2 separate regions of the Capra hircus genome follow, and region 2 is linked to region 1. Evidence: chromatin contacts called from public Hi-C data. All regions are on one chromosome and are shown on one strand. Each heading gives the region's core, a stretch centred on a gene start, on an enhancer-like site or on the middle of the called end of the contact. The rest is flanking DNA. Distances are from core to core; before and after follow the strand shown. Region 1 overlaps NF1 (neurofibromin). Region 2 holds the start of EVI2B (protein EVI2B).

Region 1 (6,138 bases), core at 3,478-5,977:
AACCAGGGAGTTAGGAACAGTTGATGACCACAACACTGTAAGGAGAAGCAGTTACAGGACCAAGAGAAGGGTGATGGGGGCTCAGAAATCTTTTCCCAGAGGTGCTGATGCTGGAGTTCCTTGAAAACAATGGGCCCAATACATGTCAGCTGGATAAATGAATGCTGTAAACTCAGAAAGACTCAGTATTTTAATGGGAACTAATTTTTTGGTCTCCTGTAGAAGCCTAGATATGAGTATATGGTGAGTGGCTGTACTGTTTTTGCTTAAGGCATAAATACCTAATCCTTTCTGCCTTCCATCCGCGAATTATCAAGTTGGGGAGGTAGCATCCCTCACCATCAGTTTCTCATCCTACTTTGACTTTGGCCAGGCTTAAAAATAGAAAGTACCTTTATTTTTGCTTTCTGGGGCTACAGCAGGTCTTCATGGGAGCTTTAATATTTTTATTTATTTGGCTGCACCCACCAGGTCTTAGCTGTGGCACAAGGGATTCTTTTTTTTTTTTCAGTTGTGGCATGAGAACTCTTAGTTGCGGCCTGTGGGATTCTAGTTCCCCTACCAGGATCGAACCCAGGCCTCCTGCACTGGAAGCACAGCTTAGCTGCTGGACCACCAGGGAAGTCCCTTCATGGAGTTATGAAATATGCAAAATCAGGGTGCATTTCCCAGAGTGGAATGAAAAGAAAGGAGGAAAATAAAAACAGAATGAGCCAGCCTCCTTTCTGGGGCACTGCCTTCTGCCTGGACGCATCTCTGCTACACGTACTATCTGGGCAAGGTCGTCCCCCAGCCTCAGGGACACCCTATACATAATTCAAGACTTCACAATCCTATTTTCAACTGCTCAGTGGACATATTCATTTGGACACACTTCCTGGCCATTTTTTAGGGCCCAACTCCTCGGTCCACACCTTACCCACTATGCTCACTGGCCCTGTGGCTGCTGCCCTCACTAAACTGTGATCTCGCATAGGGCACAGACCAAGCTTTCTTCTTTGCTTGGCACCTGCAATGCCTGGCCAAAGGGCTGGCTTGGTACGATTATAACCAACTGAAAATGTGTCTGAACAAATGAATAAATCAGCTGAGGTAACCTCTGTTGACATTTTCTTCCTTGAAACATATTGTTGGGCAATGCCTTCTGAACTTTTGACCAGGAAAGGGCCCTACTAAGATTTCAATGTGACTTTTCTATTTTACATGGAGGAAGTGGCCCCCTTGGGGGAAGTTCTCAACTACGTAACTCCATGGGCTTCTCTTTATCACGACAGCTTGACTCATGGCATAAACACATGCTAAAAGACCTAGAAAAATTTTGCAGTACCATCTTTTGGGGATAATATAAAAAAGAATAAAGGTAATTTGACCCAACTTAAATAAAATGTATGCTGCTTCTTTGGAAGCTTTAGACATCCATGCATACATATATGTGGTGTATGGAACACGTACATGCTTCCCTGGTGGCTCAACAGGTAAAGGATCCACCTGCCAGTGCAGGAGATGTGCGTTCAATCCCTGGGCCAGAAAGATCCCCTGGAGAAGGAAACGGAAACCCACTCCAGTATCCTTGCCTGGGAAATCCCACGGACAGAGGCGCCTGGTGAGCTACAGTCCACGGGGTTGCAAAGGGGTCGGACATAGCGACTAAGCAACCAACAACAATATGTGCATACTACAAGGTATAAATGGACTTCTAGAAGGTACTTAGAGTCAAATCTATTAAAATTACAATTTCACATTAACATTATGAAATATCCCCTTCACGATTAGCTAGTTAAAAGGACAGAATGTGAGATTCAAACCTACGGGGACTACATTGCTGCAGTGTGGCTTAGTATTTTTAGAAACATAATCATTGTAAGAGGGCTTCTTGTAAGCTGGCAGCTAAAAGGGTCTTACATGGAACTTACTTCAGTAAAAAGGCTGAGTCTCTAATGAAGACAGGCCTGGCAGATTACCTGGGACAACCGCCCCTGACAGAGTTGGGACACTGCTGTGCCAGAAGCTGTTCTGACAGGCAGTGTGCACGCTGTTTCACTGGTAGAAATCAAGGGAGAACTAGGGGTGCGGTTAAGTGTGGGGCACGGAGGTGGGCTGGGCTACTTTCTGGAAAAAGGAACACTGTGAAGCTACCTCTTTGTTACAGAGTAAGTTTTTACTGTTCTTCTAGTACCTTTCTGCCCTTCCCAAACCCCCTTGGGAATCAACTTTTCTGGCCAGACAGTTCAAAATTGGCAGACTAGCCTGAGACTGTCCCAGAAAACAAAACTGTGCGGATAAAAAGTGAGCATGGGCCCCATGAATGGCAGACGACACTGTCAATGTTCTCAAGCAGCTTACTGTCCAGGGACGGAGAGGTGTGGTCCAGATGGTCACTACCCAAAGGCATCCCTATTTTTGACTGTGATGCTTTAGTCTGGAGGGGAATAGAAAGTTATTTGCTGTACAGCTGACCCTTGAACAGGGCAGCGTATAATTTATAGTTGGTCCCCTCTGCATCTGCTGTCCTTCTTTATCTCTGAATTCAACCAACCATGGATCATGAAGCACTGTAGTATTTACTATTAAAAAACATCTGCATGCAAGTGGACCCTTGAAGTTCAAACTCTGTTGTTCAAGGGTCAACTGTACTTGAGTTTTCTGGTCTCTACTCCAGTGGTCTTTAAGCCTCGGTGGCCAGAGAACTTACCTGAAGCTTCGAGAGTGCGTAGGCCTGCGGGTCCCCCTTCTCCCGGCCCACACACAACCTCTCTCTCTCCCTCCCTCCCTCCTTCCCTGGGCAGCCCTGGAGCCTGCATATACACTGCCTTGAAGGTTTGGGCCCAGAGTGCTAGCAAGTGGTCCAGGTGAGGTTCCTCTGCTTCCCGTATGTCTTCCCATGAACAGACCGGTACTTGCCTCAGACCTAAAGTGTCTCCTTCACAGTCTTTTCAGCCCTTTGTCTAATTTAACAGATACTGCTGTCCTCATAAGGATCAGCTCTGTCCTGGCCACAGGGTCTAGGCTGCATTCTTTGTCCATCTGGGAGTAGCCCGCATAATGGGGTAATGGAGCCAAGGAGGGTGTTTGACAGTGCTTACACATGCTGTGTCTGGGAAGGTTCTACTGGAGAGAGCTGAGAAGCTGGAGAGAATTGTGGGGTCCTAACATAAGCCCTCTGTTGATCTCAGGGTGTCCTGGCATTTCTGATTGCTCATTTTTAAAGAACTAAACTCAGCCTCACTCAGAATGCAGAGTCACCCTTCAGTTTGGCAGGCCCTAAAAAAGCATTTGATGGGGTTCAGGACATGTGATCTCAAAATATGCCACCTTGAAGGAGCTTGAGAAAATGGCAGAAGCAGGAAGGTTTCTCTGACCTTTTTCCTCCCATCCTTTCCTGAAACACACATAAAACTTTCACTTGAGAGGCTGGGCCCTCCCTAACCCTGGTGGAAAGGAGCATCCAAATCTCTGAAGACAGAGGGACTTTGAGAATTGGAATAGATCTTGCTAGGCTTCCCAACTTCACTGCACTTACCTCGTAGTCTGGCCTATGAGATTTCTACATGATGCCCACTCTTCATCAAACCTAGGATAGAAATATTCAGGTTTTAACTGTTTTTTTTTTTTCTTTTTTTTTTTTGGGGGGGGTCTTCTCATCTCTTTTTAAAGGCTTCTGTCATATAAAATGTATACTAAGTAAATGTGTAGGCTTTCCTCCTATCAATTTATCAGTCTAATTTTCAGACTCAAGGGAAACTTTTTTCTCCTCTATGCATTTCACCAAAATTATTTTACCTTTAGTTGAGAGAGAAGTTCTGGAACTAGAAAGGTCTTTCCCATGGCAGGGTAGGGGGTGGTAGTGGTGGTGGTTTAAGAATCCAAGACATCCTTAAAAGAAAGGAAATGGCCTTAATGTTTCAAAAGATCAGGGAGGAGTAGGGGGCAAGTAAGAAGAGAGAGCTGATGCATGTGAAGAAATTAAATAACTCCCCACATCTTAGAGCAGATTGAATTTACATTTTACTTAAAAAAAGGGGGAGGAGTACATACACAGGGAGGAGAATGGGATGGGAACAACAGTGATCTGAAATGGGTTTCTACAGTTCTCCCCTACAATGGTGGGTTTTGTCTGTTGGGCAGCATTTCTCCTGCTGGCGTACAACTGCTTACGGTATTAACGAGGCTGTAGACAAGGGGACTGCCAGAGTTTGGGCCTGAACAGAAAAGAGAGGAGGTTACCATATACAATGTAAGTTTACAGTACACAGCATTTGCTTTAAATGATGTAACGCAGTCGCAGGAAGAAGTTAACAATACTAACACGAGAATAATCAAATTTTTTGTTTGTTATCCATGTACAGCAACTAACTGCTTTACAAAAAAGCAAAATAATACAATATATCATCACATGTATTTACAGTGTAGTAAATATACTTTTCTGTCAAATTTTACACAAATTATTTACAGGTGAATATACTGCATTAAAAAAAAAAAACTGTGTGGCTGACACTAAGAGTGAATTTTTGTATAAGTCCATTGCATAACATTGAATAAGACATGCCTCATTATGCCTGGGTTAGGGGTAGGATGTAAAAACAAAACCAAAAAACAAAGAGAAAAGCCAAAACGAAACTGAGAACCCTAAAACCCACTCAGCAGGGTGGGTTGCCGGCTTTCATGCCGTCTCCCCTAGGACAGCATCCCCTGGCTGTTCTCTCCGGCATCCTCAGCCCTGGCCTAGGACCTGCATGGAGCCGGCCCCCAGTAGCGACAGGTGCTGAGTGGACGCAGGAGAGAGCATCGGCCATGTCCCCCAAAGCGAGAGAACCAGGTCTCAAGGCTGGCAAAGAAGAGCACACCCCTGGGACAGCGGGGGTGATAAAGCAGGGAGATCATGAGCAAAAAATGGTGAGTTAGTGTTTTCCTTTTTAAAAAGTCAGGGGAAACATCTACAAACCCAAAACAAATTAATTTATAGAACTTACATCAGATTATGCAGAATAGGCAACCTGCTGTAAACTTCAGAATTTCTTGTGCAGGTTATAAGTATGAGGCCTAAAAAAGTTTCATTTCTCCAGGGGAAGCATATTGGTGAGATTTACCTCATGTTCATTTTAGTTTCTTGGAAAGCTAGATTCTCCTCAAAAGTCAGAAGTTCTTTAAACAAGGTGAACCTTAAACCTTAATAAGTTTTCAAATTTCCAGGATGTACTGGTCAAAAATATTTCTGCAATTCAAAGAAGGTTCAGTTCTGATTTATGCAATGCAGATCATTTCATGAGGTACTTCAACTGAATTCACTCCCTTCATTACACTAGAGGGAAGTTAATTAATAAATTTAAGAAATAACATACCCTGGAAAACTTGTTTATGGAAAGATCAATATCTTTTAGTGGTAAAGCGTTGGAAGTTTGTTTTGATGGGAGAAGCAAAATAGCATAACACTACCCATGGTCATTGCACCAAACCAACCAACAAAGAGGGAAAAACAGAGAACCAAAATTATTAAAAGCTCACATTCCAGGAGCCAGGGTGCCCACCCCAGAAGCTCTGGGCTGTGGGAAGACATGGACCTTACCAGCAGCTCGGCATTCTTGGCACCAGGCTGTTAAAGATCTATTTCTAAATTCAGCTCTGGTCTTACTTCCTTGTCATCTTAGTTGCTCTGTTATTACAACACTCTATTCTAATGAAGCCTCTACAATAGTTAAAAGTAAAAGTTTAGTTAATTGCATGTATCTTCAATATTTTCCAACAATTCAGGGTCAAAATAACTATTAGCACTAAAGTTTTTTCTTTTTTTTAATTTTGGCAAATGGTTCTTACTTTTCCCAGGACTATAAACAAATTAAAAAAATTAAATTCTTGTTATTTCTGAATATCAAAAGCAATTTTATTTACATTAACATATTACATTGTTACTGTGTGGATAAATGTGAAATGTGTTATATTATTAAAATCAGAACACTTAAATGTACCATTATTTATTGATTTAGCTGTGGAATTTAATTTACTGAAATCCACTCATGAAACAGCACTTTCGGAAACTCCCCCTCCCCTAGGTTTCTTTTCCCCTCCCAAAGCCATTACATCTTAACATATAAAGGGAGCCCAGGAATAGCGGGATAATATCTGCTTGTAATAAATATGGTT
Region 2 (5,878 bases), core at 3,100-5,599, 54 kb after region 1:
GAGTGTAATTATAGCTAATTATAACTAAAACTTATCAACTGTCTATCCATCTTTTAATGACAATTACCAAAACTAGGAACCATTATTCTTTCACAAGTTAACAAATTATACTTCTATCCTTACAGATTACCAGTACACTCACAGACATGGAACACATGGGACATTACCTGCATCTTGCCTTTCTGATGACAACAGCTTTTTCTTTGTCTCCTGGAACAAAAGCAAACTATACCCATCTGTGGGATAACAATACTACTGTCTTGGATCCAGATATTCACAACAAGATGGACAGAAGCCAAAATGAAAACTTTAACACAAACCCTAAAACTCCTGAAGCAGATAAAAAAGATAATTCTACAAACATGCCTGAAACAGCAACATCATCTCACATTGCATTTTTAACTCCTAAATCTGAACTGGAGCTTTATGTATCTTCTATTGTCAGGAACAGTCCTCCAACAGTACAGAGCATTGAAAACACAAGCAAAAGTCACAGTGAAATTTTCAAAAAGGGTGTCTGTGAGGACGACAACAACAAGATGGCCATGCTAGTCTGCTTAATCATAATTGCTGTGCTCTTTCTTATCTGCACCATTCTATGTCTATCAACCGTGGTTCTGGCAAACAAAGTTTCATCTCTCAGACGATCAAAACAAGTAGGCAAGCGTCAGCCTAGGAGCAATGGTGATTTTCTGGCAAGCAGTGGTCTCTGGCCTGCTGAATCAGACACTTGGAAAAGAGCAAAACAGCTCACAGTGCCCAACCTAATGATGCAATCTACTGGAGTGCTCACAGCTACGAGGGAAAGAAAAGATGAAGAAGGAACTGAAAAACTCACTAACTAATAGATGCTTTAGTGAAGAAAAATGCAAAGTAGCAATGAGAAAGTTTCTGGGGTAAAATTGAAGTCAGTTTGACATTTAATGCCAAGGTGTTAGTTTGAAGGTCTAAAGTTTGCCATGGCTGGCCTTGCTTAGAATCAAGCAAGTGAGAAGGGAAGAAGTATGCCTGCTTACTTAATCATTTAAACGGTGTCTGACACTGTTTTAGAAAGCAAATAATAAAACAACAAAGCATTCAAGGAAGGTTCTAAAGACACGTTGAAGGAACTGAGTTAGAAAGAGACAATTTATGAGTTTTTCTTGTTCAGCAATAGTAGCTACATGATCTTTGTCCAAATGTAAGTAACTTTGAAGAGTTTCAGTGTGTCACTTGAGGCTATTACATGCTTTAACATCTAACAGAAGTCACATTCCTAACGCATAGAGTTGAACTGTATAGTTAGATGGTACTTTCTTTGCTGAATGTGACAGAATCCATACCAGTTCATCTATAAGCAGGGCTAATGTTATGCCAGATGCTTTTATCTTTACATGTGGTGTACATAAGAAAGTAATTTTCTACTATATTTAATTAAAACTTTAAATTTTGTATAATAAATTAAGATGATAGAATAAAAGTGACTATGTATATTTGCATTCACTTGATTATTTTAGAGAATACACAGCAAAGATCAATAAGAAACAGAGTACAACTGAAATAGATGAGATTTATAGCCTCAACAGAATGCTAAGTGTAAATGTAAAACATATCTTACTGTTTAACTGTAATGTAACTCTATAAATATTGCTTATGGGATTTTTTTATATCAAATATTCAAAGGCTGATTAGTTTTTGGACTTTGAGAGTGCCAAGTAACCTAATAAACCAATTTTATTTTTTTACTATCCAATATGACATGAGCAAAGAAAAGATGTGCATATGTGTGTGTGTTTGTTCTAATTTGGTAAATAGGATACTCGGGTAATTGCTGAACATTTAAAGAAATTGGGTTCAAGTAAAATAGTGGCTTACATTTAAGCCAAGATTTTCATCTTCAATTTAATATATTGCAAAAATTGCTTTGAGAGACTTTCCAACTGTCCACCAAAACTGACAGAGAACATAATTAAAGACCAGGCCAGTCTCAAAAATCTCATCCCTTCTCGAGCATTTATTTTGGGAAATATGCTAGACATTTAAGGAAACATTTATATATATGTATGTGTTTTTTTCTTTTTTACAATTCAATTCACTTTGACAAATGTTTACACATGTCAACACCTTTTAACTAACAAATGGAACATTTTCTCAGAAAGTGCCTTTAGGCCTCCTTCCAGTCTCTACTATCTCCACACCCTAACAACAGCCGTTGTTTTTTTTATAAAATAATTTGAAGTATAACTGCTTTACAATGTTGTGTTTGTTTCTCCTGTACAACAAAATGAGTCATACATATGTATACAAAATGTATACATATACAGCCCCTCCCTCTTGAACCTCCCACTCACACCCTCAATTCCACCTCTCTCAGTCATCACAGAGCACTTGGCTGAGGAAACATTTTACACATTTATATATATTTTTTCCAAGTATTACTGCAATTCTTTCTAGGTTAGTAATTCGCATCCTGACTGAGATTCAGAATCACCTGAAGAGTTTAACTCACCCATGTGTAAGTTACACCCTTCCTCCTGATTTAAATGGGGTGAGCTCCAGATAGAGGCATTGATAATTTTTGCATAATTCCCTAGATCATACTGCTCTTGGTCATCAGACTAAATTTGTAAAATTTCCATTGCTCCAAAGATCTAGGTAGGTTACATTTTTTTTTTTATGGTTACATCTTAAAATGAGACAGGGAAAAAGAACATCAATTTTCTTATCAATTTGTTACCGATTTATTAAAAATCCATTTCCCAAATAACAAATCATAACCCTATTATTCTAGAAAAAGGTAAACAACAACAAAGGAAAACGGAAAGCAAAAGAAAGCTCATGCCCATTGTGGTAACATCAGGTTATCTTTCGGAGAAGGCAATGGCACCTCACTCTAGTACTCTTGCCTGGAAAATCCTATGGATGGAGGAGCCTGGTGGGTTACAGTCCATGGGGGTCGCTAAGAGTCAGATATGACTGATCCATTTCACTTTCACTTTTATGCATTGGAGAAGGAAATGGCGACCCACTCCAGTGTTCTTGCCTGGAGAATCCCAGGGACGGGGGAACCTGGTGGGCTGCCGTCTATGGGGTCACACAGAGTCGGACACGACTGAAGTGACTTAGCAGCAGCAGATTATCTTTTGAAGGGTAAAAAGGATCAGATTTGAAATGAACCTGGGCAGAGCTCCCATTTTATGCATATCAAAAATCTGAGACTGCACAAAAACAGTGATAACACAAAGCAGTCCTTGAATCAAGAAACTGGAAACAAATGGTTGTCTTTTTAAAAATTAAAATTAACTAGGCAGCTACTTTCTTATGCAACACATATGTTGAACATCTTTACACAAAACAGAAAGCTCCTATTGCAGAAATATTTAAAATTTATCCCTCACAACTGGGGGCAGGAGGAAAAGGGGACGACAGAGGAAGATATGGCTGGATGGCATCACCGACTCGATGGACGTGAGTTTGAGTGAACTCCGGGAGTTGGTGATGGATAGGGAGGCCTGGTGTGCTGCGATTCATGGGGTCGCAAAGAGTCGGACACGACTGAGCGACTGAACTGAACTGAACATCTACTAAAATAGGTGTGATGTTGGGCACTTTACATTTATTTAATCCCATAATACATTTATAAATTAAGAATTATGATCTCTACTTTTCAGATGAGAGAGTCTAGAAGGTGACATGCTCAAAGAAATGTGTTTTTATACTGACTCATACTCTTCTCAACATACTTATTAGTTAACTTATTTAAAAGATGATTCCCAATTTATTTTTACTTTGCACTGACAATTACCTAGTTTGTGGGTAATTAAAGAGTTGTGGACTTGAACTTTAAAATCATTTAGGAAACTATTTGGAAAAAATTAATCATACTTTTACCTGGGTTTAGCCTAAATTATATAAGAGGAAATAACATTTACTGGCTACCAACTGTGTGTAAGGCATTTATATATTTTATCTTATTGAATCCTCTCAAAACCTAGTAACAGAAATATTCCTCCAGAGGAGGAAACTGTGATTCAGAAGTATAACGACTTGCCTACCGTCACACAAGTAAACAGGACACATCATTCATTTGTTATGAAAAGAAATCTCACTATGGGTAGTAACCCGACTGGCAGTTTTTCCGTATATAACTTTCTCTCCAAGGTTCTATTTTAAATATTTAAACTATATAATCACATTACTGTGTGCTGCAGTCCACGGGGTCTCAGAGAGTCAGACACGACTGAGCAACTGAACTGACTGAATCACATTACTAGAGAGTCTCAAATGTTTACTTATAAATGTTAATTAAAAGCACTCAAATCCTGTAGCTCCAAATTGTGTTTCAAATTAAGCTCTGTTAAAGTAGTACTTTCTTAGTCATTTTGTGGCTTATTGCACTTCCGGAACGAACTATTGATAAACTTCCTCTTTCTCTACAGAACCTATTTCAATGTGCTAGAGGATCATTTTTAATCTGAACGGAACCACTTTTTGCTTTCTTAGCCAAAGCACCAAAATGTCCAGTTAGAACAAGAATTTAGCCTTCTGCAAAAGAAGTTAACAGCCAAGGTAAGACAATTTCACACAGGCAATCTGGTTTGATCTTTGTTTTACATAAAATTTACTTTTGTCTGATTCTTTGTGACCCCATGGACTGTAGCCAGTCAGGCTCCTCTGTCCATGGAATTTTCCAGGCAAGAATACTGAAGTGGGCTGCCATTTCCTTCTCCAATTTTTAAAACTAAAATGTTATTATTGTTTTAAACTTAAAGGCTGATAGTCTAAAGATAGGTAACAGGTATTATGGTTTTGTTGCATGGAATTTTAAAAATTCAGTGTTGAGCTTGCCTTGGAGAAAAATTTTCACCTAGGTTTATATAATATAAACCCTTTAAAGTTTATTCAATCATTATGTTTGTTGACCTTAGTTCTGTAATTAAAAGAAATAAAACTACAGCCATGGCAGATAAAGCTAAGGGTTGGAAATAAGACTAGAATTCATGAGCTATGGCTAAATCTACAACCCCAAAATACCAACTGTTAAAAAATTTTGATTTTCTTTATATGAAAATTTCCTATATATAACATAATCCATAGGTTTAAATTATTTTTAATCTCCTTCAGTTTTCATAGTAAGAATGGTCACCATCAGTTAATTTAAAAATAAACAAAGGTGATTAGATGAGACACTCAATGATCATTATTAAATATGCTTTTTTATACAAATAGAATTTTAGTAATGATGATGACATGAAAATATTATCACTAATTTTTAAAGCTAAGAAAAAAACTGCTATGGTAAAATGTGTGGACATATACTCATCACTACATATTTATGTCACATATTATCTCAGTCTTTAGTAAGCAGTATAAAATAGATATGGAAAATAAAACTCATAGAATAGAAAGTTGTTAATATGGAGAAAAGATGTTTTCTTTGAGTAACTTGGACACTTGCAAAGGGAATATCCTCCAAAATAAAAATTGCCAAGAGTTTATTTACATAGACTCATAATATCATAGAATGGTAAATTCATAGTGGGTAATATCCTACTTCAACATTTCATAAAGTACTTATGACTTTCTTTTATGGAAGTCCACTTTGGATTTCTTCTAAGTAACTATTACAGAAATTAATACAGAAAAATGTTTATCATTTTTTGGATAATGCTTATCTATATATTTTTAAAGAATCTATTTCAAATGTAGGGTTTATTATGCCTGTGTTTTCCAACCAATCCCTATATAATTCCACTCAGAGGGAAATTATGAGTAAGTCTGAATTTTTTAAATGAAAATCTGATGCCTGTCAATGTCCAATCTTTAAAAGTCATCCCAATTATGCCAGTTTACAGGCTAACTAATCAAAACTCATATAATTGTTTTCCTAGTCACAGGA

What was found. A called contact is a pair of places that touch in the nucleus more often than the background predicts.
Region 2: a contact with region 1 is called in a Hi-C map of blood, with 2.0 times the contacts expected there. The contact joins the promoter of EVI2B here to the enhancer-like site in region 1. A contact is called at or near these places in 2 of 5 Hi-C or Micro-C datasets (both in blood).

Annotation. Positions count from the first base shown.
Region 1 is chr19:18,271,859-18,277,996 of ARS1.2, forward strand. NF1 (neurofibromin) reads right to left here. Exons shown (of 58, transcript XM_018064268.1): 58 at 3,988-6,138. Among named protein-coding and RNA genes, the nearest start is that of RAB11FIP4, 13 kb to the left of the region's middle. Within about 2 kb of position 4,728, at least 1 of the 5 cell types and tissues checked has an H3K27ac peak or open chromatin away from gene starts, as enhancers often do.
Region 2 is chr19:18,325,804-18,331,681 of ARS1.2, forward strand. EVI2B (protein EVI2B) reads left to right here and starts at 4,350. Exons shown (of 2, transcript XM_005693236.3): 1 at 4,350-4,548. The region is part of intron 36 of NF1 (neurofibromin); the gene reads right to left. It overlaps EVI2A (protein EVI2A), which reads left to right. Exons shown (of 2, transcript XM_005693237.3): 2 at 126-1,727. The coding sequence starts at 147. The coding sequence ends at 845.